Linked DNA regions of Mus musculus: region 1 is linked to region 2. Evidence: chromatin contacts called from public HiChIP or PLAC-seq data. All regions are on one chromosome and are shown on one strand. The core of a region is the stretch at or near the end of the contact, and the rest is flanking DNA. Distances in the headings are between cores, read along the strand shown.

Region 1 (2,859 bases), core at 129-2,628, 130 kb after region 2:
GCTTGGAGAAAGCCAGGCAGTGGTAGCACACACCTTTAGTCCCAACATTCTAGAGGCAAAGGCAGAGGCAGGTGGATCTCTGTGAGTTCAAGGCCAGCCTGATCTACAGGGTAAGTTCCAGGACAGCCAGGGCTACACAGAGAAACCCTGACTTGAAAATACAACAAACTAATAAAACAAAGCTTGAAGAAAAACTATGAAGAGACAAGAGCATGTAATAGAGACTTCCTATGGCTGCACAGAGGAAAATACAGCCAGTCCCTGCTGTAGATCCATTATATCCTCCTTCCTTCCTTCCTTCCTTCCTGGGATTGCCCCTAGGGCTGTTAAACATGCTAAAAAAGCACTATACCACTGAGCAATATTTTTTAAAATACACATGTATTAATTTACATTTAAAGCCGGGCATGGTAGCACACGCCTTTAATCCCAGCACTCGGGAGACAGAGGCAGGCAGATTTCTGAGTTCAAGGCCAGCCTGGTCTACAGAGTGAGTTCCAGGACAGCCAGGGATACCCAGAGAAACCCTGTCTCAAAACTGCCCCCCCCCAAAAAAAAGTATTTTGGGGGCTGGAAAAAAAAGTATTTTGCCTAAGCCTCTGTCCTGGCTAGTTTTATGTCAGTGTGACACACCATGCTAGAGGGACCTCAGTTGAGAAGAGGCCTACATAAGATCCAGCTGCGAGTTGTTTTCTTAATTGGTGATCCACGAGGAAGCGCCCAGCCATTGTGGGAGGGGCCATCCCTGGGCTGGAGATCCTGGGGTCTATGAGAAAGCAGACAGAGTAAGCCATGGGAAGCAAGTCAGTAAGCAGCTCCTGCTTCCAGGTTTCTGCCCCGCTTGAGATCCTGTTCTGACATCCTCCAGTGATGGACTATGATGTGGAAGCCAAATAAACCCTTTCCTCCCCAACTTCTTTTGGTCATGGTGTTTCACCTCAGTGATAGTCCCCCTCCTGAGGGATGTCAGTGTGCGCCACCACACCCTGCTTTGTTTTGTTTTGTTTTGTTTTGTTTGAGACAGGGTTTCTCTGTACAGCCCTGGCTGTCCTGGAACTCACACTGTAGACCAGGCTGGCCTCAAACTCAGAAATCTGCCTGCCACTGCCTCCCAAGTGCTGGGATTAAAGGTGTGCGCCACCACGCCCAGTCACCATACCCTGCTAACAGTGGCTTTCACCTGTCCTGTCAGCTCCCCACTCCTTCACAACACCCTGATATCTGTGATGCCCCTTTCCTCTGCATGCCCATGCTGAGGCCTGTGGGGTTTGCTTGAGCCATGGGTCCAAAGAAGGCTAAGTGCATGAAGCTGGTGGACCAGCCAATCTCATTGCTCCGCGATGAGTGGATCCAGAGATGCTCGCATGTCCCGAGCAGCCGATGAGTCAGCCTTTGGAATTTGGAAGGCAGAGGAGTAGTTTGGTTTTCCGGGAACAGGGCTCACTATGTAGTCCAGGCTGTCCTTGAACTTGTGACCCTTCTGATTCAGCTTTCCAGATGCTGGGATTGCATGTGCACACCAACGCATCTGCTTCAAACCCCAGGATTTTGCTAGAATTATTGGGAAGGCATTGGTTTCTTTTAAATGTTTATGCATATGTAATTTGCTTATTTTGTGTGTAGCATACCAAGGGGCACTTGAGCACCATGACCAATATGTGAAAGCCAAAGGACCACTTGTTGGAGGCAGTTCTCCCCTCCAGGGACCGAACTCAGATTGTCAGGCTTGGCAGCAATCCGTTTTTTACTCTCTGAGCCACCTTGCCAGGTCAGGAAGGCTTTCTTTCTGCTGAGATGAACCAGGGAAGCCTAAAGCTCAAAGGTGGCCATGGCTCATGAAACACCAAGTCCTGGGAACACAGGAGGCAGTATCTGCACCCAAAGCCACATCACGTCCCCACATGCTGACTTCCTTGCTTCCTCAGTGCATGCCTGTGTCAGGGATGATGCTGGTTCTCAGCCTATCCCCCATCCCCCACCATCCTCATGCATGATGGCCCAGGAGATCCCAGCACCTATGATCTTGGCTCAAGGGTTTTGTCCCCCACAGGTGTTGAGAAGACATGTATGAAAAGTGGGGGAAGCATTCCCCAGGGAGCACCACTTAACCCATGATTGACAGGAGCTGGTGGCTCTCTTGTTCTCAAGTGGACAATTCTGAGGGGCGTACTACCCCAAGTCTCAGAGTCCCCATCGTGATGAGCCCAGGAGCCCAGGCTAGCTGCCTGCTGAGTGACTGTCGGCAAGCTAGGCTTTCCCCCTCCCATGGCCCTCCGTGCTTGCTCTCCAGCTGAGTTTCTGGGGATTGTTGTCTCCTAAACAGACCGCTTGCAAACAAATTCCATCTTAGACCCTTCACAGCTAAACTCTTCCAACTGACACCAAGTATAAGCCGACTTTTAAATATATCTGCCTAGTGGGGCTAGAGAGATAACTCTGATTAACTGCTCTGTGGAAGACCAAACTCAAGTTCCCAACACCCACCACACTGGACAGCTCACAGCCATCTGTGACTCCAGGTCCAGGGGAATCTGACATGTTTGGGCTCCTCCAGTACTGACACTCATGAATACCTACCTATGGACATTCACATACACATGATAGTAGTGCACGCCTTTAATCCCAGCACTGGGGAGGCGGAAGCAGGCAGATCTCTGTGAGTTCCAGACCAGCCTGGTTTACATATCAAGCTCCAGTATAGGCAGGACTACATAGACCCTGTCACAAAAATCATCGTCACCCGGCTGGAGAAATGGCTCAGTGGTTAAGAGCGCTGACTGTTCTTCTGAAGGTCCTGAGTTCAAATCCCAGCAACCATATGGTGGCTCACAACCATCCGTAATGAGATCTGACGCCCTC
Region 2 (2,858 bases), core at 230-2,729:
CAGGATTGTCAGAGCTGATTGGCACATGTGTCTGGGACCTGCCATTTGCACCGCTTCGCCCAAGGGATTCCCAAGGAATTCTGAAGCACTCAACATTTCTGTCAGCTGAGTCGCTGCTGATATCCCAGTTAAGAACAACTTGGTCTCAGACAAGCCTGGCTTCAAGTCTCAGTTCTGCTGCTTTCCAGCATGGCGCTCTCTCTCTCTCTCTCTCTCTCTCTCTCTCTCTCTCTCTCTCTCTCTCGGATATTGCTCAGGGTCTTCCCTCAGTGGAGACATCTGACAATATCCCCACACAGGTGCAGGTGAAGGCAGCCATTGCTCAGGGCTGGCTGTTTTAGTTAGGCCTACCCACCCCCACTGAGGTTATAGATGTGTGCTGCCACACCCAGCTTTTTCGAAGGTTCTGGGATCTGAACTTAGGTCCCCACGTTCACATGGTGAGCGCATTCACCCACTGACCCCTCCTCCTCAGGGTGTCTTAGGGTTTTACTGCTGTGAAGACACATACATCATTACCTCATACAGGGGAGCAGCTGGGAGCCTAGACACACACACACACACACACACACACACACAGAGCTCCTGTCCACTCAGCAATGGATGTTAACCTCAGCTATGACGAAGTCTCTTCGGTGGCAGACCTCTTGTATGTGTGGGAGGGCTGGGGATCAGGGTGTGGCACAGTGTCTGGTCATAAGAGGCAGCTGTCAATGCATATACAGGTGTGCTGGTGAGGGCAGACAGAGACCCACTGAGGGTGGCTTTGAGTGACAGATTACAGGAGGGGCCAAACTCAGCACAACACCATCAGACCTTCACCAATTACTCCACTGGTGCTGCCTAGAGAATGGGATGCAGAGGGAAGCAGGCAGGACTAAGATGGCGTCTTCTGGAGAAGCTAAATACTTACGGGGGACTCTCCTTCCTGCCTGTGTGGGCAGCGAGAGGCTTAGAGACAGAGAGACAGAACCCACAATCCAGGGGGAGGGGGAAAGGCCAAAGGTCAGAGGTCAGTAGAAAATGTCCCCAACTCGCAAAAACAGTGTGTCTCCTCCCTTGGTGTTCATGCCACCCAGAGCCACCCCACTGCCAGTGCGGTCAGGTCCTGGGGGAGGAGTGGAATCTAAAATATGTTTTGGTTTCCTTAAAGGTATTTGGGAACAAAATGATACGTTTCTGTCTCTCTGTTTTGATTTTCTTTTTTTTTTTTTTTTTTTTTTAAGAGGGGGTGGTGGTGGTGGAGAAAACACACAGTTGATTCAAAAAACCTGCCGGGAGACTGTTGTCCTAGACCCAAAATATTTCATTTATACAGATGATACAGGTAGTTGGTATAAGGGCCTACCTGAGGCTTGAAGGAAGTGGGTGTGACAGCAGAGTCATCAAGCTCCGAGTGACAGAGTGACAGCTGCTCTGAGGAGCACTGCCCTGAGTGGTGGACGCAGAGAAAGTACCCTCCAGCTGCCATTTCCTGCCTCCTCTGACCTCTGGTGACCCCTACAGATCTCAGTGGGCGGCCACAGGAAGGCAATGCATGCTTCCTTTAGGAAATAGAGTCTATCAAGAACAAAGAAGGGCCAGACAGTTGTGGCACTTTTTTTTTTTTTTTTTTTTTTTGGTTTTTCGAGACAGGGTTTCTCTGTATAGCCCTGGCTGTCCTGGAACTCACTTTGTAGACCAGGCTGGCCTCGAATTCAGAAATCCGCCTGCCTCTGCCTCCCAAGTGCTGGGACTAAAGGCGTGCGCCACCACGCCCGGCTCGGCAGCACACTTTTAACCACGCACTTGGGAGGGAGAGGCAGGCAGACCTCTAAGTTAGAGGCTAGCCTCCTCTACAGAGTGTTGTGGGTGGGCCTGTTGTTGTTTGTATTTTGATGTTAAGTTTGTTCTCCTGGGAGGTACTACAGACAAGGAGTGAGTCACTCAAGTGATTTCTTGTGAACCAACTCCCTAATGAATACAGAGCCATTCACTGGGTGAGTAAGAGGGACTTCCAGGTTGGACGGAGGAAGCAGGAGAGAGTTAGATCTTTTTGGACAGGGATAGCGTGAGGACAAGAGGACAAGATGTAGTTACAAGTGTCTCCCAGTTTCAATGGCAGATCTGTCAGGATTCACCACTGGAGGATTTAGATTTTTTTTTTTAAAGATTTATTTATTATTATACATAAGTACACTGTAGCTGTCTTTTAGACACACCAGAAGAGGGCGCCAGATCTCATTACAGATGGTTGTGAGCCTCCATGTGGTTGCTGGGATTTGAACTCAGTACCTTTGGAAGAGCAGTCAGTGCTCTTACCCACTGAGCCATCATGCGAGCCCGAGGATTTAGATTTAATAAGGCTTACAAGATTAGGATTTTAGTTGTTGCACCCAGCGATTAATTTACCGTTGTTTCTGAACTAAGTTTGTGTTGTGTTTTCCTTCACACAGTGGCTCATCTGGGTTTAAGAGAGAAAGTAGCAAAGCGAGGGTTTGCCTGAGATGCACCACAAAGGCTGTGGGGGATTTGAAGCACAGGGTTGGCGTGGCAGTAATCCACCAGTGGGAACCTAGTGAGCTGGGTGAAGAGATTTCGGAGTTCTGAGTCAGAGTCTCCACAAAATAAAAACAGGTCGGCCTTTGCCGCCAGTGCATAGCCAACCAGGCCGCCAGGGCAGAGAGTTACCGGCACAAGCTCCCGACCGTGTCAGTTGGATTTTTAAAATATTTCCCACAGGGCTGGTGAGATGGCTCAGTGGGTAAGAGCATCCGACTGCTCTTCCGAAGGTCCAGAGTTCAAATCCCAGCAACCACATGGTGGCTCACAACCATCCGTAATGAGATCTGGCTCCCTCTTCTGGAGTATCTGAAGAC

What was found. HiChIP or PLAC-seq counts read pairs in DNA pulled down with a chosen protein or histone mark.
Region 1: an H3K27ac HiChIP or PLAC-seq map of embryonic stem cells shows a contact between it and region 2, with 5 read pairs. The contact joins two enhancer-like sites. A contact is called at or near these places in 1 of 15 datasets of contacts at CTCF or cohesin (large pre-B cells), 11 of 484 Hi-C or Micro-C datasets (the G1E-ER4 cell line, beige adipocytes, bone marrow-derived macrophages and 6 more), 2 of 115 datasets of contacts at active chromatin or transcription factors (both in embryonic stem cells) and 2 of 9 other capture datasets (adipose tissue and pancreatic islet).

What each region holds. Positions count from the first base shown.
Region 1 is chr2:167,398,438-167,401,296 of GRCm38.p6, forward strand. No RefSeq gene overlaps it. Among named protein-coding and RNA genes, the nearest start is that of Slc9a8, 22 kb to the right of the region's middle. Within about 2 kb of position 1,379, at least 42 of the 459 cell types and tissues checked have an H3K27ac peak or open chromatin away from gene starts, as enhancers often do. A contact at or near this core is called in embryonic stem cells, where this site is marked.
Region 2 is chr2:167,264,557-167,267,414 of GRCm38.p6, forward strand. No RefSeq gene overlaps it. Among named protein-coding and RNA genes, the nearest start is that of Ptgis, 25 kb to the left of the region's middle. Within about 2 kb of position 1,480, at least 7 of the 459 cell types and tissues checked have an H3K27ac peak or open chromatin away from gene starts, as enhancers often do. A contact at or near this core is called in embryonic stem cells, where this site is marked.